Linked DNA regions of Mus musculus: all the other regions are linked to region 3. A link is a contact called in public HiChIP or PLAC-seq data. All regions are on one chromosome and are shown on one strand. Each heading gives the region's core, a stretch centred on a gene start, on an enhancer-like site or on the middle of the called end of the contact. The rest is flanking DNA. Distances are from core to core; before and after follow the strand shown.

The links. HiChIP or PLAC-seq counts read pairs in DNA pulled down with a chosen protein or histone mark.
Region 1: a contact with region 3 is called in an H3K27ac HiChIP or PLAC-seq map of bone marrow-derived dendritic cells, with 8 times the contacts expected there. The contact joins the promoter of Bbc3 here to the promoter of Vasp in region 3. A contact is called at or near these places in 2 of 39 promoter capture datasets (hippocampal neurons and liver) and 3 of 115 datasets of contacts at active chromatin or transcription factors (bone marrow-derived dendritic cells, embryonic stem cells and large pre-B cells).
Region 2: a contact with region 3 is called in an H3K27ac HiChIP or PLAC-seq map of embryonic stem cells, with 6 times the contacts expected there. The contact joins the promoter of Fkrp here to the promoter of Vasp in region 3. A contact is called at or near these places in 5 of 39 promoter capture datasets (the HPC-7 cell line, cranial neural crest, embryonic stem cells and 2 more) and 6 of 115 datasets of contacts at active chromatin or transcription factors (embryonic stem cells, fetal liver, large pre-B cells and 1 more).
Region 4: a contact with region 3 is called in an H3K27ac HiChIP or PLAC-seq map of bone marrow-derived dendritic cells, with 15 times the contacts expected there. The contact joins the promoter of Gng8 here to the promoter of Vasp in region 3. A contact is called at or near these places in 2 of 39 promoter capture datasets (cranial neural crest and hippocampal neurons) and 3 of 115 datasets of contacts at active chromatin or transcription factors (acute myeloid leukemia, bone marrow-derived dendritic cells and stem cell-derived neural progenitor cells).
Region 5: an H3K27ac HiChIP or PLAC-seq map of thymic regulatory T cells shows a contact between it and region 3, with 12 times the contacts expected there. The contact joins the promoter of Zc3h4 here to the promoter of Vasp in region 3. A contact is called at or near these places in 9 of 39 promoter capture datasets (3T3-L1-derived adipocytes, the HPC-7 cell line, cranial neural crest and 5 more), 4 of 115 datasets of contacts at active chromatin or transcription factors (embryonic forebrain, kidney, large pre-B cells and 1 more) and 1 of 9 other capture datasets (liver).

What each region holds. Positions count from the first base shown.
Region 1 is chr7:16,308,236-16,310,935 of GRCm38.p6, forward strand. It overlaps Bbc3 (BCL2 binding component 3), which reads left to right and starts at 1,348. Exons shown (of 4, transcript NM_133234.2): 1 at 1,348-1,626.
Region 2 is chr7:16,815,351-16,818,050 of GRCm38.p6, forward strand. Fkrp (fukutin related protein) reads right to left here and starts at 1,382. Exons shown (of 3, transcript NM_173430.2): 1 at 1,350-1,382. Strn4 (striatin, calmodulin binding protein 4) reads left to right here and starts at 539. Exons shown (of 18, transcript NM_133789.3): 1 at 539-1,284. The coding sequence starts at 1,003.
Region 3 is chr7:19,270,449-19,273,166 of GRCm38.p6, forward strand. It overlaps Vasp (vasodilator-stimulated phosphoprotein), which reads right to left and starts at 1,406. Exons shown (of 13, transcript NM_009499.3): 1 at 1,066-1,406. The coding sequence starts at 1,070.
Region 4 is chr7:16,890,491-16,893,233 of GRCm38.p6, forward strand. It overlaps Gng8 (guanine nucleotide binding protein (G protein), gamma 8), which reads left to right and starts at 1,296. Exons shown (of 4, transcript NM_010320.3): 1 at 1,296-1,866; 2 at 1,960-2,021.
Region 5 is chr7:16,399,764-16,402,463 of GRCm38.p6, forward strand. Zc3h4 (zinc finger CCCH-type containing 4) reads left to right here and starts at 1,433. Exons shown (of 14, transcript NM_198631.2): 1 at 1,433-1,543. The coding sequence starts at 1,530.

The DNA of each region.
Region 1 (2,700 bases), core at 98-2,597, 3.0 Mb before region 3:
GCCTGGTCTACAAACTGAGTTCCAGGACATCCAGGGCTACACAGAGAAACCCTGTCTTGAAAAACCAAAAAAGAAAAAAAAAAAAAGGGGGGGGCCTGGAACTCACTATGTAACTCAGACAGACTCCAACCTTGCAACCACATTCCTGCTTTATCCTCTGGAAGTGCTGGGAAGACAGGTGTAAGTGACTATGTTTATTTCTTTAACAAGTGTCTTATCTCACATGGCTGTGTGACACCCTTTCACAGCGGGCCCAGTGCTGGGCACCCATAGGTAAGTAATATACTCAGTAAGTTTGGTGACAGTTTGGGTGAGACAGAGAGTCTGTCAAGTGCCGTGAGAGATGTCTACGGCTTGGGAGGAGGAAGGGTCACTGTTTCAAAAGGGAAGGGAAATAAATGACTTTTAGAAAAGGGAAAGGAAACAGAAACAACAGACAGGATGAAATAGGGTGCAGGGGGCTGCCCGGGCATGTCTGTGCCAGGAGCACAGGGCTGCCTCTTCCCCATTTGTCCAGTGCCAGATGGGTATTACGCCAGGCGGGCCAGGTGTTTAAGTTCACGAGTGTAACCCGCCATCAAGCCATTTAGCAGGAACCTGTCTCAGGAGTGACTTTGTGAGCACAGGTCTGGGCTCAGTTTCTTCTGTATGTGACTGGCATGTTTTGTAGGGTCAGCCAGTGCAGTCTAGTGGCTGTGCTTCAGCTATTGCGGGTGTCAGCCTGAGAGTGCTATTTGGATTGGAGTGTGTGTCCCTCTGAACCTGCCAGGAAGTTGTTCTGAGAAGGGGTCAGCCTTTAGTGTAGTGTGAATGCCCTAGGCATCTGGGGACACGGGTTTGTGCGTCGGAGACTGTTTGAATATTGTTTGTGCAACTACGTTTTGGGTTGTCACTGTCTGTGTGTGACCCAGTGAGCCAGTAAGTAAGATAATCTGGATGTCTGGGTCTGTGTGAGCTCGTGTGTCCAGGCCCTTGTCCTGATGTGTATCTGTGCCTCTGGTCTGACTTTGTGTCCCTGTGGCTCAGTCATCACTGACTCAGTGCACCCTGGCGTGCCAGTCCGTTAGTCTGAGCGTACTCCTCAGGTGTGGGTGTGGGTCCCAGTCAGTGTGTCAGTGTGTCAAGCGTGTGTCCGGACACCCTAGGTCTGGGCTGTCCCCACGCTGCTCCTCCTGCCTGGACCAGGCCTCGCCCCGCCCCTCTGGCTGCCGGGAAACCCCCCGCGCCGAGGTAGGGGGCGCGGCGCCCGACTGCAAGCCCCGACTTGTCCCCAGCCGCGGGCGGGGCCCTGGCGTCACGCGGGGGCGGGGCGTGGGAGCCAGCGAGAGGCGGGGCGGGGCGGCCGCCGAGCGAGCGGGGCCCGGGGATCTGCCGGGAGGCCTGAGACGCGGCATAGAGCCACATGCGAGCGGGGAGCCCAGGAGGCGGCGGCGACACCAGCAAGCAAGCAGCAGCAGCGGTGATCCGGACACGAAGACTCCAGAAGCAGCAGCAGTCACTGCAGTTAGAGCAGCAGGAGCAGCAGCAAGGTGCCTCAATAGCAACCCACTCGGCGGGCGAGCCCTCCAGAAGGCAACCGCCCGCCACCCCATCGCCTCCTTTCTCCGGAGTGTTCATGCCCCCGGGGTGAGTGAGCACCCCGATTCCCGAAGCTGCTTACGAGCGGCAAGGCCCGGAGGGCTCCCTGGAGGAGGTGACGGGGTGCACGGGCCGATAGGACGGTCGCCTTGCATTCCCGCAGCTTGTGCCCCAGCTTTCATCACTGGGACTAAGGCTGGGCCAGGCGGGCGGGAAGGAAGCACCTGGGACTCAGGGCGCCCTGTCTGGGCGCACAGGTGCCACAGCGGTCTGGCGGGTTTGTTTACAAACAATGGGGTTCGGGCTCGCCCGCGCCCCCTGGTGGCTAGTGAGACCTGGGAGGAGCGTGGCCCCGGGCTCGCTCGAGTCCCCCGAGTCCCACTGCGGGAGGGTTGGGGTGGGGGGTGGCACCGAGGATCGGCCACACCCAGAGCGCGCGCCCGCCGGGGGCGGCGACAGGGGGCGGCGGAGGCTGTGGCTCCCGCGGGCGGGGGCTGCGCCCCAGCAACAGCCGGTTATTGGCCCCGCGCGCGCTGGGCGGGCGGGGCGGGCGCACGTGGCGGCGTCGAGGGGGGGGGCTGTGACAGCGGAGGGGCGGCGGGGACCGCGCGTGCGGGGCTGTGGATCTGCAGGTGTCTCGCCTGGGTGTGTGTGCTCGTGTTTGGCTCCCGAGTTTGTATCCCTACACCGAGATGTTGGCGTTTGTCACCCGGAGGGGTGTCTGCGTGAGTCCTTGCCCGCGTGTCTGCGGGGTGGGGTGCACCTGTCCGTTTACGGGTGTGGGTGGCCACCCCCCAAACCAGAGTTGTATACGTGTGCTCTTAAGGGGTGAAAAGGGGATCTGTATCTGTCGCTTGCCTGGTAGTGTTGGTGGTGGTGGTGCGGACGACCGGGGCACTTGAGCTGTGTTTGTGTGTCGCTTGAGTGAGCTGTGTTGCTGTGCAGGGGTCTCGCCCAAGTGTGCGCTGCGTGTGTGTGTGTGTGTGTGTGTGTGTGTGTGTGTGTGTGTGTATGCGCGCGCGCGCGTGCTGTCTCTGGGTGTCTCCAAGACAAGCATCTGCTGTACCCAGCTTTTGGGATGGGATGCCACCCAGTGCCTGATCGCTCGCTGGGTGACTTCTG
Region 2 (2,700 bases), core at 132-2,631, 2.5 Mb before region 3:
CAGAAGTGACAGCAACTGTTACCATGACAACCTCTTCTCTAGACTCATGCATCCTTTGGAGCTAATCCTAAACATCCCCTATCTTACAGGACCTGATTGCTAGGATCATCAGACTGTGGGAGATTGCCCTGTTATAGTAACCAGGGCATGGATTTAACTGTTTCTCATCTCCCTGGAAATGGTCCAGGCCCTGTAACCATAGCAACTGTCCCACAGCAGCACTTGTCTTCTAAATAAAAACACCTGGTTGGTTTATCCATGGACTTTCCATAAGGGAAGGGGAGATGGTTACCATGGTAATGGCAACTGGGTTGGCTGGGGGAGGAGTGGGACAGAGGCATTCCTCTTAGAGGAATGTCTTTGGGGCTGGGCCTTTTTTCTACCTGAGCTCTAGGTGAGGGGAGGTTGCTATAGTAACTGATGAGGATAGGGTCAGAAGAACCACCAGGGACTTGGGTTACCTTAGCAACCTCCTCCTAGTGCAATGATAGTAGAGGTTTGGGACTCCACATATGCAAACTGGGAAGGGGCCTCCAGATTGGATAGGGTTATTATGACAACCGACTTCCTCTGGTCAGAGCCCACTCCCCACCCCAGGTCGTCTTTTTTGTTTTTTGTTTTTTTTTTCTTCACTAAGTGAAAGAGATGGGGGTGTATTTGCATTTGGAGGGGATAGGACTCTGACATTGGGGAGAATGCAGAAAAAAAAGTCCGGTCTGGTCTCTCGACCGCAAAGGAGACAATTGCGAGGGACCCTGGGTCCTTTGCCTACGTAGAGGCAGTCCCTCCCCCTCCCTGTCAGCACCCCCGCCCGCGCGCACCACCGGGGTCGACCCGGGTGGGTGGGCGAGGCTCGCGCCCAGCCCCGTGCTTGTCCCCGCTCCCCTCGCCCGCCCAGCGCGCGCGCGCGCGCACACGAGGCGGGGGTGTAGAAGTGTGAAGCTGCGCGTCCGCGCAGGCGCGCGAGGTACAGCGGGCGCGCGGGCCGGCCCCGGGGCCTCCATGATGGAGGAGCGAGCGGCCGCCGCGGTCGCATCGGCCGCCTCCTCCTGCCGCCCTCTGGGCTCGGGCACGGCTCCCAACCCGACGGCGGCGGCCCCGGCCTCCAGCCCTGCTCCTGGGCCCGGCCCGGTAGGAAAAGGAGGTGGCGGCGGAGGCAGCCCGGGCCCTACGGCGGGCCCGGAGCCCCTCAGCCTGCCGGGGATCCTGCACTTTATCCAACACGAGTGGGCACGCTTCGAAGCCGAGAAGGCCCGCTGGGAGGCCGAGCGCGCCGAGCTGCAGGTGAGCGCCACCGCTGCCCTCCCGCGCTCCCCGCCCCAGTCCTGCCCGGCCCGGCCTCGCCTCACCCGCCGCCGCCGCCGCCGCCATCTTGGAGCAATGGCCGCCGGGACGGCCGGGAGGGGGCGGGCAGGGCCGGCGACGGGCCGGCGGCGGGGTCCTCGGGGCCTCGGGGCGGACGCGGGCCGGGACCGGTCAGAGGATCTGAGCAGGGCCGAGTCTGCCGGGAGCCGCGAGTGGGAGTGACGAGCCCAAGCCCAGAGAGCCTGTCTGGGCGATGCGACTCGGGGTTCCCGGGGGACAGAGTGCTGAGAAAGTGGATGGGGTCTGCGCGAATAAATATGCCACGCCTCGCCTCCGGATCCTAACCAGATGCTGGCTGTCAGGGTGGAATGGACTAGATGTCTAGTGGGGTGACACACTCTTAACATCCACTGGGTGCAGGGAGTGAAGAGAGGAAGACTGGAAGCTGGCATGGGGTACCTTGGGGGAGTGGCTGGCCCGGAGCAATTGAAAGGTGGGAGGAAGCTTGATAGGAAGGGGTCCCAGGATGAAGTGTGTGGCCTCCTGTCCAAGAAGGACACTTTGGGCACGTGTGGCTACAATGTAGGGACACATTGGGATCGTTTGGGTGGAACCACGGAGAGGGTAGAGGACATGTTTTGGGCTCCCCCAGGAGAGCTTGAGAGTGGGAAGCGACATTTTGGGTGCTTTAAGGAATTAGAGTTCCGTTATGAAAGATTTGAGGATGTTAGGTAGAAACCCCTGAACTGTTAGGGCGTTTGTTGGGTATATTCAGTGGGAAGACAGGAGCGTCTGAGATGCTGCACACGGTGAAGAGGGATGGAGGTGCCTTTGGGTGATGAGTAGGGGGAAAAGACAGCACGAGGAGGGACTCCGTGAGGGAAGTGATTGTGTAAGGGCCTCTAAAGGGACTTGATGGTTTGTGGAGAAGAATGTGCCAGGTGATGGCTCGTGGAGTAGAAGTTGGGCTGGGCTCTGTGACCTTGAGCTAGGTACTGCTTGTGGGGAATCAGAAAGGTGAGCACTTCAAGGCCTTCAGGGATGGGCCCCCAGGAGTCAAATGGTTCCTAGGCTGGGATGTTATTAACAAAAACAGTCAGCGCTTGGTTTCTGGCAACCCATCTTTCTGTTTCCAATGTGCTCTTTCCTGTCAGATTGAAATGGAGCCCCAAATAAGTGACTGATTCAGTTTTTGTCCATGGGATGAATGCCAAGAGCATTTGAATTTTGTGTATGTAGCTCCCATCCCTGAGAGAGAAGTCCTTATGTAAGTGCTCCTCGTGCTGTGCCCAACTCTAACTCAGGCTCTTTCCCAGCATACATCTCATCAGATCTTCTCAATACCCCATTATGTAGGCAGGGCCAATGTCATTACCTCACTCAGCAATAACGACA
Region 3 (2,718 bases), core at 156-2,655:
AAAAAAAAAAAAAGAAAGAAAAAAGAAAAAAAAAATCTTTGTATCCCCCTCACCTACAAGATTAAATTCCTAGGAAGAGAGCTGGAAGAAGCTAGTGAGCCTGGGTCCCTGAGGGAGAAGGCTATGACCTTGACGCTTTCCAGCGCCCCCTCCTCCAATCCCACGGCCTGGGGAAGGGGGTAACACCCAGCGACATTGAGCCCAGGGGGAGGGACTGTGGTGTGGGGAAAGCAGCTGGCCACAGTGCTCACTCGGGGGCCCGCCCCCCACACCAGCTGTCTCGACAGGTGAGTCAGGAAGACAAAGGCCCCCCTCCCCCAGCTGCTGCGCCCCCTCCCTCCCCGGCCACCAGGTTGGGGGGGGGGGACCAGAACCGTCCTCTGGCCCGGGGGTCCAGGAGCCGCCCTGGGCCTGGAGTGCTCCAGGGCCCTAGGACCCAACCTGGTTGCCTAAGGGGAGAAGAGTCCCATCCAGACCCTCTAGGCCCCGTGGGCCAGATTCCCAAGAACTCCTCCACAGGAGAACCTCGGTGTCCACCAAATTTAGGAACATCAAGAAGTGCCCCTAAAGTTAAGGACCGCGATTCCACTCTGGGACTCTCATCCAGTGCCCTAGACGCAAGGATCCGAATTCCAACCACAACCTGAGACTCAAGAGTTTTAGGGCTAGGGTTCTCTAGCCAGCCTCCCACCTGGTTTTGAGTTTGGGGGCGGTAACTCTGAGCCCGCTTATACTAGATCATCCCTGCGAGGATCTGACTATCTGAGAACTCAGAGGTGCTCCCCCCAAAAGTCTTCAAATTCTGAGTCCCGAGAGCGCCCCTAAACCTGAAAGCCATCAAGAGAACCTCAGCCGGCACCGCCCCAAGCCTTTAGGGAGTAGTGTGGAGAAACGGGGTGTCGATATTTAGAGATCGTTCCAGAAGGCACCGGCTCAGATCTGGGACGCCCAAAGCGCTGTGTCCCCTAAATCTAGCCCCAAATGCGCTGGAGGGGGGGAGGGGGACAAAGGCGGGGCGCGGAGCCGGCTCCCGGCTGGGACCCGGCTGGAGGGTTCGGGGCTCACCTCATGGCTGCGCGGAGGGCGGGCGGCGCGCCCACGGGGAGTGCTCCCGGGGCGCCCCTGATTGGAAGTGCAGGGGTGCGGGGCTGGCTCCAGGTTCTGCTCAGTCTCTCTCGGGGTCCCGCCCCATAGAGTCCAGCTTCCTGGGGAGAACGTGGACCGGGCCGGGGCGGGTCTTCAGGCGCCTCCTCCCACCGGTGTTCTGATGTGCTGGGATCCCCTGCGATGGAAAGCGGGGTGCAGCGTCCGAACCTCGCCGGCGCACCCCCTCGGCCGGCTGCACCTACGCGGTTACTCTTACTACTGTACTCTCTTTGCTACATTTCGTTCCAAAATTCCACTCCCCGTACCCACAATTCCCTGCGCCTTAAAGGGGCCGTGGACGCCTCCAGGCGGGGGATGGAGAGCGTTTAAAAGGCAACGCGGAACCTTGGGCTTCCGCAATTGCACTCCTTTCCCGGTCTTGTGGCGTGGGGGTGCACCCTGAGCCTCACTCCGGAGTTGGAGGGGAAAGCTTGGTGGAAGAGACAAGGGGCCTTTCTTTGATCTCTAGCTGTCTCCACTATCAAATTCTTTAGTAGAGATCTGGGGGTGTAGGTTCTCCACTCCAACTCGCTCCGTGGACTTCTCAGTTTATTTTTTGGGGGATGGGGGTACCCTTGGTTAAGCAAGGGATCTCATCAATTTCCACCTTTAAGTAACACTTCCGCACTTCTCTTCCCCAGATCTCGCTTCTCAGGCCGAGCCCCACCCCTCGCCGCCCCCCACCCTCCCGGGGAAGGTGTGGAGGAAGTGAGCGAGGGGGCGCGGCGGGCCGCTGACTCACCGCGGCCGGGTCGTGGTTGGGGTGGGGGCGGGGGTAAGGGTGGGGGATAGACTAGGAGCGAAGGGTTGGTGGTGAGACCCCGATCTGCTCCCCACGCGGGCCCAGCTACAGCTTAATTTTGCCCACGGAGGGTAGTAGGATCGTCCCAACAATCCGGCAGGCTCAGAGGCCCGGAGACCCTCCTCTAGAGCCCCTTCCCCGCCAACACGTCCGGGCTGAGTCGAGCCCCCCCTCCCCCAAGCCTTCCGCAGTGGGACCCATAGGCCCCGCCCAGAGTTACATCATCATGCAGACACGCCCCTCCCGTAGAGCTCTACCTGGCCGGCTGAAAGGCGGTAACTCTAAGAAAATGGCAGTTCCTGACTTACTGATCGAGAAACTGAGGCTCAGAGACAGGGAATGGGTTTAGCTTATTTGGGTCCCCCCGCTCCCAAACTCACGAGAATCAATCCACGTGGCCTTTGGCCAATCCATTTCCTGGATGCTATGCTGGCTCCCTGTTGTCCTTCACTTGTAAGAACCTCAACCTTCAGGCCAAACTCTTACAGTAATTCTGCTCTAAAAAAATCTAGTACACCAGTTAGTTGTCCTGCTCAAACCAGGAGGCTGAGGCAAGAGGATCACGAGTTTGAGGCCAACCTGGGCTACAGGGTGACTTTAACGTCATCTGAGGTTATATATTTAAGAACAAAAGTGGCCTGTGGAAGTAGGGCAGCAGTTAAAGGGGGGGGGGGGATGGAGAGATGGCTCAGCGGTTAAGAGCACTGACTGCTCTTCCAAAGGTCCTGAGTTCAAATCCCAGCAACCTCATGGTGGCTCACAACCATCTA
Region 4 (2,743 bases), core at 46-2,545, 2.4 Mb before region 3:
TATTCCAGAAGTTCTGGTCCTCCAGGCTCATCATCCCCAGTGCCTGGATTACAGGTACCCTGGGACTTGATTCTAGACAAACACCTCAAAACTTCTCTACAAGGAACATGTTGACAGGGTCAGAGGCAGAAGGCAGAAGCCAGCTGAGGAAGCCAAGAAAATAGCGAAGCTGAATTGAGTTTGTGGGAAGAAACTGGATTCTGGACTTACTTTAAGATGCTTAATGATTAAGGACTTCGAGATGGTTCAGCTGGAAGATGGCCTTTGGCACCAAGCCTGTGGGCCCGAGTTCCACCCTGGCACCCGCATGATGGAAGGAGAAAACCGAGGCTCCCAAGGTGGTCTCAGTTCCACACCAAGGCTGTGGCACTGGCACACACCTCCCCATACACACAAAAAATAAATACGTAAAATGTAAATCTGCAGATTAGGAGGGAGCTGGAGGTTATCCAGACCGTGTCTGTTTGTCCTCCATCCTCCTTCCTCTAGCCTTTGGTCCGGAGACGGGGCTGTCACCCTGCCTTTCCAGCTTTAAGTAAGCTGGGTTTCTTCCCCAGTGGCGGCCGAGGCCAGATCTGGGGATGAAAACCAGCTGCGGGAGGCGCCGGGCTCGGCGCGCGCCCAGGCCCCTCCTAGGCGCCGGCAGACACCAATCTTTGGCTCCCCTCCCCCTTCCGCAGTCCCGGCCCCGGGCCCTGGCACGTCCGGCGCGCCTGATACTTTCCAGATGTGGGCCGTGTTCTCCTTCCAACCTGGCCCTGTGAACCCACGAGGGAGGGGGGGCAGGGAGCCAGGGTTCCATACTCCCAACTCCAAAAAGCTATCAGGGTGGCTCTGACTTGTCATCCCAGCTCCCTTGGAATGGCCAATGCAGGAAGGTCGCAAGTTCAAAGCCTGCCTTGGCCACAGAGAAAGTTCAAGGCCAGTCTAGCGCAACTATAGGAGACTGTCTCAAAATGAAAAAGTTAAAAAGGGCCATGGGATACAGCTCAGTGGTTGCTTAGCACATACGAGATTTTGGAGTCTATCTCCGGTACTGCCAGGTGGGAACTATCAGAGGCTGGTATCTTTCCCCACCAGTTTGGCTTCCCAGGGCAGGCTGTGAAAATAGGGTTGAGCTGTCTGCAAAAGAAACGCTTCTCCTTACTCCACCCCTGCCCAGGGTTCCAGCATCCCAGAGAGCCAGAATGAAAAGGAACGTTAAACCCCGCCCTCACATCCCTCCAGGCCACGCCCCATTCAACACACCCCACAAAGCCCCTCCCTTGATCACACCCACAGCATGCTCTCTCCCTATAGGCACGGCCTCCGCCGTGTGGTCCAGCGGGGAAGGCTCCCTCTGTCTCTCTTGTCTCTTGGCAGGCTTGACTCGGTCTCTGAGTGTCTGTCTCCAAGGCTCAGTCTGTGTATCTGTCTCCTGTGGCCTCTCCCTGTGCATCCATCATCTATCCTTCGTCTGTCTCTCTGTGAACTTAGTTCTGTTTCTCTTTGCAGTTCTCACCGCCCTCTGAAGTTCTCTGTCCCATTTTCCGTCCTCTCACTCTGATCCCTCACTACTTTCACCTTCCTAGGGAGCCATCTCCCTCTCTTATCCTTCTTGGGTCCCCCAGATCTCCCGTTTCTATCTTCTGCTGGGCGGACGGGGACGCCTAGTCTTCGCCTCTTCTTCTGCTTGAGCTCCTGCAGCGACTTTGGTTCGCGGGCGCCACCGTGTGGCCAATAGGGAGTCCTTGATGGCGGCGAGGCAAGCAAGCGATGCTGTGGTCTGGATGCGACGTCCAGAGGTGGTGCGACCCACGCCAGTGTAAGGGCACGCCTCAGAGGTGGTGTGGGACGCCAGCAGATGATGTGTGACTGTGTGACAAGGTGAGATTAGGAATGACAAGAAGGGGTTCAGTGGGACTGTTAGAGTAGGTGTGATGTGTGGCTGACCATGTTATACTTGTTACACTTTATCAGCGAGACTGTGGGCCACTGTGTATGGCATTGGACCTGAGAGAGGACCTGCCTGGAGACTGTTCGTAAGTCTGACCACATGTAAGGGTGACCACGCGTGTTACAGAGCGTAGAGAGTCAGGGGAGCTGGAATGCCCAAGTGATCAAATGATCGAATGCAAGAGGGAGGCTCGGGAGAGGGACCTAGTGTGGCCAACTGTGTGGATGTGAGACAGTATGTCTGCCACACTGGTGAGTCCTGAGAAACTGGGTGACCACGTGTGACGCTGAGAGGTTGGCTTGTGTTTGTGACTGCCTGTGCAAAGGTGTGTGATTGTTCTGGGTGGCAGAGGTGAGTTTACAGGGTCTGCGAGACAGGGAATGTTGAATGTAGAAGAGAGAAACAGTGAGTGAGTGAGTGTGACAAGTGTTTGTAGTATAGACTTCAAGGCCCAGCAAAGGCTGTGCCCACAATGGTGTGTGTGTGTGTGTGTGTGTGTGTAAAAGACCATGTTATCAAATGTCAACAATGTATGATACCAAAAGACACTGTGCCGCTATGATAGTAATAACATGTGACACAGTATGGGGAGGGAGAATGTGGGCCACTGTGTATCAGGAAATTGACCAGGAGTAAATGTGACCACACAAAGGCGCTCCTGGAAAGAAAAGCACGTGGTTCTCTGTCACACTAGGCAATGGAGCGCTTGGCAGTGAGGCTGAACCAGTATGTGGTTGTGTGAGACTCCAAGACAGTGTGAATGCGAACTTCAGGAGAAGTTAAAGCTGCACTGGTAGGTAACAATGT
Region 5 (2,700 bases), core at 183-2,682, 2.9 Mb before region 3:
TTTGGGGGCGAGTTCCTGAAAGTCATTTACCCTTGAGTTAATTAATCGCCTTTCTAGCCCCACCCGTTCAGCTTATTCGCTAATTCCTATTCGCTCCGCTCAATGTATTTCGGCTACTTCCGCCTCCTCCCGGGATCCCTTCCCTGACTTCGGCTCTTTCCGGACTCTCGCCTCGCCCCCCCCCAGGGGGGGGCTTCTCCCATCCCGAAGCGCTTCGGCTATTTCCGGCTCTCCCGGCCTTCCCTAGCCCCGCCCCCACGACCACCCTTGGTCCTTTAGGTGGGTCTCTGATCCGCTCCGCGTTGCTGCAGTGACCTAGATCTTCCCTCGGCTCTTTCCGGCTTTTTTCAGAGTCTCGTTAATCTCAGCTGTGTTCGGCTCTTTCCGTGCCCTCTCCTCCGCCTCGCCCTTCCGCTTCGGCTCTTTTCGCCGACTTTCGGGCGGGCTGGCTCTGCCCTTCTCCACGTGACGCTCCTCCGGCCTCTCCGCTACCCCCTCCCTCCACGCCCTTCCTCCGGCTTCAGCCTCCGTGCTTGTCCCGGCTGTGCCGCCATTTTGTGTGAATTCCTGACCGCGGCGGGGGCCCGGCAGCTGGGGCATCTAGGGCGGGCAGACAGTCGGCCCATCTCCATAGCCCGATCCCTCTTCTCCCCGATTTTTTTTTAACCATCCCCCCTGCTCGCTCTCCTCTCCCCCCCTTTCCCTTCGCTTGCTCCGTCGCGCGCGGGCCCGCGCTAATTACACCCAACCACCCACCAGTGTCCGTGTCCCCCGGGTCTCAGGCCTTGGGGGGCCGCGTGTGTGTGTGCGTGCGTGTGTGGCGGAAGGGGACCTCTCGTCCCGATGAGGGTCCCGTGCCCGTGAGCGAGTGACCTCAGGGCCAGGCTGCGGAGAAAGCAGGCGGCGGGCGGCCTTGCCGGGGCCTAGGCCTCGCGGCCTACGTGGAAGTCGGCTCAGAGGTGACTCCGAAACCGAAAAAAAAAATACTCGATATCGATCTATGTATCTATATGCCCAGTTCCCATCAGGAGGCCCCGGAGCGCTGAAGTGTGCCCCTCCCGCCACGCCCAAGCAGTCCTTTTTGGTGCATTAACATCCCCTCCCCCTCAAAGGAACGATGGAGGCCGTGCCCGGGACCCCCCCGCCGCCGCCATCAGAGTCGCCACCGCCGCCATCGCCACCGCCGCCATCAACGCCTTCGCCTCCTCCGTGTTCCCCCGACGGCCGCGCGGCCACCCCGCACCTCCTCCACCACCGCCTCCCGCTCCCTGACGACAGGTCAGGCCCCCCGGCCTGGGCCGGGCAGCGTCCCCCGTGGGAGGGGGGGAGGAGGAGGAGGAAGGGGACGGCCGCCATGTTGGGCCGGGCCGCGGAGGAGGAGGAGGAGGAGGAGGAAGGGCGGGGTCGGTGGGTGTCTCTAGCTCGCTCGCTCTTTCTCGCTTCGCTTTCTCTCCCGGCCTCATGCGTTGCCCCCCCTCGCGGCGTTCGCCCGCTCTCCCTCGCTCTCGCTCTGTCTTTTTTTGGGCGCCATGCTGAGGGGAAGGTGAGGAGGCGCCCCCCGGACCCCCCGCGCCCGCCGGTCTGTCGGTCCGTCCGCCCGCCCGGGGCACGGGCCGCCAAGGGGGTGGGCTTGCCGAGGCCCATCAGCCTCCTCGGCCGCCCCTGCTCCGGGAGCTGGCCGTCAGCGGCCTGTCGCCTGGCTTCGGGGAAGGCTTTTGGGGGAGGGGCCCCCGGATTCTCTTGTTTTAGGGGCATCTCCAGCTTGCAGCTCCTCTCTTAAGGGGTTCGGAGTTGGGGGTCTTCCCAATCCCCTACAGTATCCTTTCTCCTGGGGGACGCATACCCTGTCCATTTTGGATAGGTACCCGAGTCTAACGGAGGCAGAAAAATGGGGGTTTGGATCAGCCTTCGCTCTTTCGTTCTAAGGAGGACTCCTTAGGATGGGGGCTCTGGTGCACTTTTAATTTTTTGGCGGGAGGTATTTTCTAGCTTCTCCCTAGAAGGCAGGCAGGTAACGGGTGCATTTCCAGCTCTTTTGATTAAATCCCCTGACCTTCTTTGGAAACCCTATTGGTTTTTTTTTTTTTTTTGGGGGGTCCCTCTCTTTTTGTAGGTAGGTGACAGTCAGTGGTGGAGGGTCCTTAGTTTTAAGGTTTTTGTTTTTTTGCGGGGGGGTTGTATGAAGGTTGCTTTTCCTGCATTGGATAGTAGAGGAAGTTGGCCACCGCTTTCTCCGGGCATCGCCCCCTCTTTGGGGCAAAACAGGGTGCAATCGCCCCCTTGGGAGCAAAGATCTCCCCCGTGTGCTTTGGCAGGACGTGAACTGTGGCGCCTCTTGTCCTCTAGTGCGAAATGGGTTCCCCACGCCCTTCTCTGGCGGGTGATAATGGGACCAGCCCTGCGTGTTTTGAGGATGAGAGGTTTGGGGCCATTTTTGCCCTGCTGGAGCCGAAAGATAAGGGGTACATAGTTTGCTGATTCCTGGGAGCTGGAGTGAGTAGGTTTGAAAATAGGTGGGTTTCAGGGAGCAGAAAAGCTAGTCTTGCAGGCGGGGGTGGGGGTAGGGTGGAGAATGCGCTAGACAGAAGCCTCGCTCGCAGCCGTCAGGGAACCGCAGAGGACCCCTTCAGACCATGGGTCTCAGCCCTTTCTCCCCACTCCCACCTCCTGTTCTCCCTTTCTCCTTCACAGACCCTCCTT